2 separate regions of the Gossypium hirsutum genome follow, and region 2 is linked to region 1. The links are chromatin contacts, called in public Hi-C maps. All regions are on one chromosome and are shown on one strand. Each heading gives the region's core, a stretch centred on a gene start, on an enhancer-like site or on the middle of the called end of the contact. The rest is flanking DNA. Distances are from core to core; before and after follow the strand shown.

Region 1 (4,647 bases), core at 1,804-4,303:
TTTTTTGCAGGCTTCTCTACTGTTTTATATGGTCAATTTACAAGTCCTCACTTTGTCCTTTTGCTAGAGATGAGAAAATTGCATTGAATTGAATTAAATTATAGTGTTTGGTTTGATTTCGATTTATTTATTTATTTTTAAAATTCAGTTCAATTCTATTTAGTCTGATTTAGTTTTAGTTAAAAAACTTCAATTATCCAAACTGAACTGGATTTTTCTGTTTTATTTAATTTATAATTTATTTTTTATATAAGGTATTTTATATATTAAAATAATAAAAAATAATTTAAAAGTCCTATGAAAAAAAATTTAAAATTTTAAAAATCAATAAATTAAATCAATTCAAAACAATAAAATTTAATTTAATTTGAATTCTACAAAAATGGGACGCTCTATGGTTGGATCCTGGAAGTCAGGAATGCTGGCTGGCCAGTAAGATATGAGATATTTGTCCTATATTTTAAATGATGGGAACGTAGCTGCACCCTAGCTAACAACTTGTTGGATTTACAGGTGACCTTGGCTGAACAATGTACCCAGAAAAAGAATCAAAGATATCTTTCTTTTCAGGCTCAAAGATACCTTCCATAATGACTATTTTTGTCTAATGAAAAACTTTAAAGTCTATCAATTTTCTTGATGTAGCATATATATATATACATAGAGAGAGAGATTCTGAGACGCTATACATATAGATTATCACATAGATATTATTTTTTCATCTATTTTAATATAATTTAATAAATAATAAAAATTAAAAAAATGTTAAATGAGAGACAAATAATTTTCTTATAAATCATTTTGCCTTTTTAACATTAGGAAGCTGAACAAATTAGAATTTTTGTAATGGAGGGTTACTGATTAGCTAAAATAATTTAATTTTCCATTGAAAGGGTTATATGGTTGCAGGGTTGAAGGAATACTGCTGAGTTATGGTTGGTGCAAATTGAATAGGTAAGTGGATAAAACGAAGCTGCTACATCATGTCAGGTTCCCCCTGTTAGTGCTACATCATGATTTAGCTAATCATGTTAGTGATTCTTTTTTTAATTATTTGATGTTCAAAGTCTAATGCGCCATAATCACAAATTAAATCATCAGCAAACCAGGTTATTCATCTGTCTGCTAAGTAAATATAAAATTAGTTATTCAAGGATTGCTCCATCTTACTTTTTTGTTTTTTTGTTTTTTAAAAATATTTATTTAGAAGTGAGCTCAAAATTATATTTTTTTCAATAATAAAATAATCTTTAAAAATTAAATATATCACATATAGAATAAACTTATTTATGGACTAAATTACTCGCTCAAGTCTAAAAGCTCTCCTGAGTTGAGGGAATTTGGGAAAAAAAAATAAACCCAAAAAATGGACTTGAAAAAAAATTAGACTTGTTTAATGTTTTATTTTATGTATTTTTATAAAACTACTTTAATGGAAACATTAAAAATGTTAAGATGATTGTATATAAAATTTTAATAAATAAGCATGTATATTAAATTTAAAAATAATACAAACATATTTTTTAAATTTTATAAAGAAAATATGGATGAGGCTGAAATGAGTTTGGATTAAATAATTACAAATATGAGAGGTTTCGGTAAACATAAAATGTGTTAATATCATACCTAAATCAAATCTCAAAGTGTCTTAACTCAACCCACAAATATCTCTAATATTTTATATATATATATATAATACAATGTGTCAAACTCCTAACTGAGATGGAAATACTAATTTCTTTCCACATTGACTGCCTAAAATTTAAGTATAAAATTTAATTTTTTTATCGTTTTAAAAAATTGTTCAAATTTTCACAAGTATAAAATTTATTTTTTATCCTATTTAAAAAATTGCACAAAATTTAACAATAATTTTTTATCAATATACTTTATTTTTTAAAAACAGAAATTATCCCAACAATTATTTAATCAATATATATTATTTTTTAAACACAAACTATCCCAAATATTTTTAAATGAAAATTAAAAATTATTTTAAATAAACATTTGTATGTGTATTAATAAAAGTATATTAAATTAATAATTTAATCAATAAATGGGCTAGATTTTATTAATATACAAAAGAAAAAACAAAACAGCATAAGACCCAAAATTGACAGGCTTAAAAGCAAAGAAAGAAAGCATAAATAACCTGACCCAACAACATAATGCCCAAAACCAACCAGTCCTAAAACAAATTAAGGAAAAATAATTCAAAATACAAATAAAGCAGACCAAAAGATTGACCAGCCACATTCAATGATGAAAAAAGCCGCATCAATTCATTTCCACATTTCAAGACCAAGCGGTTACATCTTCCAAGAGAACCAAAAACCCTCTTCCATTTATTTTCCATCGTTCCCGATTCTTCCATGCCCTAAACACAATAACTCCTTCAATCTGATTCGCGCGGCCAGTCGTCTTCCATTCTCCGTCCGCCAAATCTGGAAACCCCACCTTCCATGTAAGTTTGCTCATTCCTTCTTAAACATTCTGTCGCTAGTATATGAGAAAGTTGATTGGCTTTCCTGTTCACATGTTGAAATCGCACCCACCAGAATTTTTTCGAAATTTGTTGAATATTCCTTTTATAAGCACCAATTTCCGACTTATCAAGGGAATTTATTCGACATTTATTAACAACTGATAACGAGTCCCCTTCAAAGATGAGATCTGACCAACCCATTTCCATACTTGTTTGTACTGCCCAAGAACATGCAAGGGCCTCTGCAGCGAAAGCGGACGCAACTTTTTCATGAAGTATTGTTCGTGAGACCCGAACCCAACCACCAGTGTTTCTTGCCACAATTCTAGAGCAAGATTCAAGACAATCTTTGTCAAAAGCCTCATCAAAATTAACTTTGATGAGTTCACCATATGGGGGAAGCCACTGGTCATTCGCACTCATTCTTGTAGGCCCATCTAACTCTGATTTATCAATTTCCACCAAGTTGCAAAGTAAATCATTTGCGATCTTCTGTCCAGTTCATGAACCCGTTTTGTTTCTATCTAACCAGATTGCCCATAGTGCTCCTCCAAACATCCTCCTAGTATGGTGATTACCGGCCCAAATCTGCTCTGTTTAAAACCCAACGAAGGCCTAATTGTGACCTTACTTCTACTAATACAGGGCAATTTCTAAAAACATGGTCCCAATTTTCCATACCCCCCGTACATCGAGGGCAGACAGTATTAATCACCAAGGTTGAAGGTTCAGATTTGTAAATGTAGGGATATAATTGTTAGCAATTCTCCAGATTATAATCTTAATCTTAGTGGGAAGTTTAAGGCTCTAGAGCTTCCTATAAAAAGCATTAGAAATGGTCTGTAAGTCATCCAGTGTTCACCCTGCTACACCACAAAGTCATCATGTCAGCTCCTTGGCAGAGGCGATTCTAGGGGGCTGGCATGGGCCTCAGCCCGAAAAATTATTATTTAAACTTTTTAATATTTTTAAAATTTTAAATTAGTAAATGTAAAATTACACTTTGATCCCATAAAAATATAAAAATTTAATTTAATACTTAAAAATTATAAAAAATATAGACTATACAAAATTAAAATTTCATTCAGCTCCCCCTTAACAAATTGCTTTGGCTTTTCCCCTATTCCTTGGCTAATAGTATCCACAGAATTCATTTCGTATCCTTAGACGAGAAGGTATTGAGCACAATCTCCTTATTCCAATCTCTCGTAGTATTATAAATAAGTTACGCCACAAAGGAAACAACATTATTTTGCATGTCATCACATAATTTGTAATTAATTAAACCTAGAATCCATGCATGCTCTGAGATTAAAATGCTTTCCCTCGAACCAGCCCGCCAACACAAGTCCTTTTGCAATAAACCTTTGGTAGCCCAAATACTATTCCACGAGTAAGTCGGTAAATTACCTAGCCGTGCATTTAAAAAATCAGAACTAGGATAATACTTAGCTTTTAAAACACAAGTTAATAAGGAATTTGGTTGATTAATAAGCCTCTAGCCTTGTTTGGCAAAAATCGCAATATTTGAATTTTTTCAAATTGCAAAAGCCCGAACATCCATCTTCCTTTAGTGTGCAAAGTCGAGCCCAATCACACTAATGTATCCCTTTCTTACCATGCCCTTTTTGCCACTAGAACCTCGCTAATATACTTTCAGTTTCCCTACGTAACATCTTGGGTAACAAAAAACATGCCATCGAATAGGTTTGGATGGCTTGTAACACCAATTTTATAAAGACCTCCCCCTTGAGAAAGGAACCGTGTACTCCACCCATCAATCCTCTTCTTGATTCTATCCTTTAATGTTTGAGAAGTAACTTTTTTTTGTCGTCCCACCATATTTGGTAAGTCCAAGTACCTCTCCGAGTCGTTTAAGTAACACACTCTCAACTATTGCGAAATTAGCTCACGATCTAATTCTCGAGTATTTGAGCTATAAAATTCGTAGATTTATTATAGGTGACACATTGTCCTCCCTTTAAAATTTGGGCACCTCGCTCACTCGTTTCCCCGAAAAGGACAGTCATTAGCAAAAAGTAAGTTGGAAATTTAGGGACCTTGTCTGCTTACTTTCACACCTTTTAACAACCCTTCCCCCAAAGCAAGACGCATGAGGGTGGATAAACCTTCGCTACAAATTAGAAATAAAAAAGGACTTA
Region 2 (4,242 bases), core at 200-2,699, 860 kb after region 1:
AAAATAAATTAAATAAAATTTGTTTAATATGCTTATGTACAAAGTGGTTGCCACTACTTTTTCAATTTTTATGTCATCATTGAATCTTTTTAATTTCCAATTTACATTTTAACAAATTCAAATTTTAAATAAATTTTTAATTTCTAAATAATAATTTTCTTCATATTAGTTTCTTTTTGACAATTTGAAAAAGAATATATTAAATTGGGTTGTAAATATGCTTAGGTGCACCAAAAAGATAATTAAAAAAGGTATATAGATTAGGTTTGGGTCATGCATAAGTGCCAAGAAAATGAAGACTTAAATGGAGAAAACAACATGTGATTTCACTTCATCTCACCATACTTGTATTTATCACGTTTAAGATGTGAGTGGCCTTACCTTAATTACAAAAATAGTAAGATTCAAATCAACATGTTTTACCACCATACCTTTTTTATTTTCTATTTACTATTATAACCTTTAAATAATAAAATAGCTTAATATTAGGATATTTTAAAAAAAATAAAAAAATATATTTGGTAATAATAATAAAGGAGAACCAAATCTGTAATTTACTTCTCTAAATAGCCCGTATAACATGCTAAATATTATAAAAAAACAAATTATTTACTTAATTGTTTAAAATCATTTATCAAAATTGAATAATATTTTAATAAATTTAACATAAAATTTAGAATACCCAACCTCAAATTCACATCACATCATTGGGATGGGTCAAAAAATCACTTTGATAAAAAAATAATTATTTTCAAAATATTTTATCTTAAAAATCCCTATAAATGTAATAAATAAAATGATGAATAATCTTCAACGAACTTGATGATTGCAATTGTCTATAAAAAAGTTGATAAAACCACGTGTATTTGATGAAAATTAAACTGCACCAAATCTCATGTCTATATTAATGTAAGAAACACAAAAAATGAAAATTAATTTCTTGAAATTAAGAAAAACATTTTAATTAAAGATGAATAAATATATGGAAGAGATGATAAGATATATTTTTGACCAAAGCATGATGAGATTGTAATCAAACAGAAATTAAACTAAAATAGGAATTTGACCCAGAATCTACTATAATTTTCAAATTTAATCTTCCTTGCTTTAAGCTAACAATCAAAAAATTACCCCTTTGTAATACTAAAAACTTTTAATTTTTTTTTATCTTTATAAGGAAAATAGAAAAACACGAGTCAAGAGGATAAGCCAGAGCCCAATAGGGGTCCTACTCCTCAACCCGCAATAGCCGGTAAAAGCTTCGCTTCTGTCACTTCATTTCTCCCACAAAACGACCAGAGACCATGGGTTTCGCGCGAAATTTGCCGGTTCTTTAAACGAACTTAATTTTTTTAATTAATTAATTACTTTTATAAACAAAAATGGAGTCCCTATTTTTCCTCTTTTAATTCAGCACTGAAATTCGTTGCCCACTCTTCGCGGGAATTCCTTTTTTTTTTTTTTTACTTTGCCGACACTTTTATCTCAAGGGTTTCTTCACTCATGAACCATTTCCTAAATTTTTTTTAAATAAAAATAAAAAAATTATTTAAAAAATAAAGTAGATTGAATATCTTTGTCATCACCCCAACATTTTTTTTAAATTTTTTATTGCTCAATAATTTATATACACAAAAGTGTATTGAAACTGGTTGTAGCAGGTAGAGGGGGTGATGTTCTTTGGCGGCAATATAATTTTACAAAAAAAAAACCCGTTTTGGATTAAAAAAAAACGTATACGTACAAAATTGGCGCACTGAATTCAATTGTCTTCTTCTGTTTATCTTTTTTCTTAAATTCAAAGATTTTGGTAGATTTGTTTAGTCTATAAACAATCTGGGTTTCTTTTTTTTTTCTTTGAGTTTGGGTTTTCAAATCCAAATATGGTAATGGGGTTTCATTTATGATCACTAAGGGTTAAGTGCCTAGTGTTGTTGGGGTATTTTTAGATTTCTTTTTATGAACTCGAATGAAGATGGTGATGGTGGTTTCTATATGGAAGGACTAAATTGAATATTTCAGAAAGCTGGTAAGGTTCTAGATTTTCAGAAAACATGCCTTCTGATAAGAAGAAAAATGTATTGGTTGGGATTCGATTAGATAGTGAAAGCAGGGATTTGCTTAGTTGGGCTCTTGTAAAAGTTGCTGAACCTGGTGATTGTGTTGTAGCAATTCATGTTACCCGGAATTCAGGTAAGGCATTTTTGATTTCTTGACAGCGAACTTTGATGTTTTGTACCATGGTTTTTTTTGTGTATTCTAATCTGAAATTTCGATGTAGATCATGCTTTGGGACAGAAATTGTTATTAGAGGGTTATTTAGAAGCATATGAAGGCCTGTGTTCTATAAAGAAGGTTGCTTTCATTACCAATAGTTCTGGCATTTATGAATTTTCACTTACCATGAATGAAAAAATTGATATTGATCATTATACATGGCTTGCAGGTTGATCTTAAAGGCCAGATTTATAAAGGAAATTCGATACGAAAGGTTTTAATTCGAGAAGCAATAAACTATGGTGCTGTAGCTCTAGTTGTGGGTATAGACAAGAGGAGTCCTCTTGGGTAAGTCAGCAGTTAACAGACTCAAAATCATTTTGGCTGTTCAAAATTGGTGTGATTCTTTGTCTGATTACTCAAAAAACAGACATCATTTTCAGGGGTTGGACTTCCACGGCTAGATACTGCACGAAGCGGCTGCCAACAACCACCAATGTTGTGGCCATCAACAAGGGAAAAATTGTTTTCGAAAGGTCCAACAAGAATGAACTATCAGGTTTGGTTCTACCTATCCTAGGAATAATAGAGAACTGGTTTCTGTTTTCTACTATGGTCTTTAGAAGTAATAGATGATGTATATGGGATTATGTCAGGTCTTAAAGGTGATCCAAGACTGAGTCTTTGTCTGACCGAAAACCTTGGTATCAAAGAATGCCAATCAGAATATGGTGATTCTGAAGTAGGGTCTGAGATATCCAGTTTTGAAGGGATTCAAAGCTCCAAAGACGGATCAAGAACCAGTAGTGAAGATTCGAAGATTGAAATATTGAGTGTTATTCATGAAGGGAAGAGAATCCCTTCGTGGTCCATTTCTCTTTTTGCAGGAGATAATATGGACTATAAGCCTGGTTGGCCCCTCCTCCTGAGGGCTAGTTCAGCAACACCACAAGCGAAGCATGCCAGGAGCATGTCGGTCGTGAAATGGGTAATGAACTTACCAAGTCGGTCTCTGCATGATCATTCTCCTCGAGGTTCAACAATCAAGGAAATAGAGCTGAATCAACTTGGAGATGACAATGATGGGAATGAGACCAATTCATCAATGCAATATGAGTTGCAAAAATGCTTGGAGGTGCTCCTGAATACAAATTCATCGGATTGCAGATGGTTTTGTTATGGAATTCTAAAAGCTGCAACTGATCAATTCTCCACAGGTTTTCATCCCAAACGTGCCTTGCAACCAGTGATGTATTCGTTATTACTTTATGTGTTTTTCTTTTATATACTTTTCCAAGATTCTGTTTCATAGCAGAGAACTTGATTGGGAAAGGAGGGAGCAACCGTGTCTATAAAGGGATCCTTCCGGATAACAAAGCAGTGGCTGTGAAGATTCTGGAGTCATCAAAAGAGGCATGCAAGGATTTCGCAAATGAAATCGAAATAATCTCCTCACTGAAGCATAAACACATCATGCCTCTAATAGGTATCTGCATTAAAGATCATGATCTTATATCCGTCTATGATTTCTCATCCAAGGGAAGCTTAGAAGAAATTCTGCATGGTACAACACTACAGCTTTGACAAGATCTGTGTTTTTTTCCGTAAAAGTTGTCGTAAACCACTGATCCATGCTAACATATATTGTAGGGAAGAACAAAGGAAAACATGCCTTGCCATGGGAGCTCAGATATAACGTTGCTGTCGGGATTGCTGAAGGCCTAGATTACCTACATAATGAGCTTTCTCGACCTGTTATTCATAGGGATATCAAGTCTTCAAATATTCTTCTTTCAGATGGGTTCGAACCAAAGGTAACCCTGATGATACGTTATTCGAAAACGAAACATATCATGAATCAATCACATGATCATCATTTCTTTCGATGTGACAGTTATCTGACTTTGGGTTAGCAATATGGGGACCAACTGATTCGTCATTTCTGATTCAAGCTGATGTTGTTGGAACATTTGGGTATTTAGCTCCTGAATATTTTATGTATGGTAAACTTAGCGACAAGATTGA

The links. Hi-C and Micro-C count contacts between places; a contact is called where the count stands out from the background.
Region 2: a contact with region 1 is called in a Hi-C map of leaf, with 1.8 times the contacts expected there. The contact joins the promoter of LOC107916763 here to the enhancer-like site in region 1. A contact is called at or near these places in 2 of 34 Hi-C or Micro-C datasets (both in leaf).

The regions. Positions count from the first base shown.
Region 1 is chrA01:106,197,763-106,202,409 of Gossypium_hirsutum_v2.1, forward strand. No RefSeq gene overlaps it. Among protein-coding and RNA genes, the nearest start is that of LOC107916774, 46 kb to the right of the region's middle. Within about 2 kb of position 3,054, at least 8 of the 9 cell types and tissues checked have an H3K27ac peak or open chromatin away from gene starts, as enhancers often do. A contact at or near this core is called in leaf, where this site is marked.
Region 2 is chrA01:107,060,266-107,064,507 of Gossypium_hirsutum_v2.1, forward strand. LOC107916763 (pto-interacting protein 1) reads left to right here and starts at 1,450. Exons shown (of 10, transcript XM_016846132.2): 1 at 1,450-2,193; 2 at 2,282-2,355; 3 at 2,447-2,565; 4 at 2,661-2,776; 5 at 2,874-3,434; 6 at 3,533-3,781; 7 at 3,868-4,031; 8 at 4,112-4,242. The coding sequence starts at 2,055.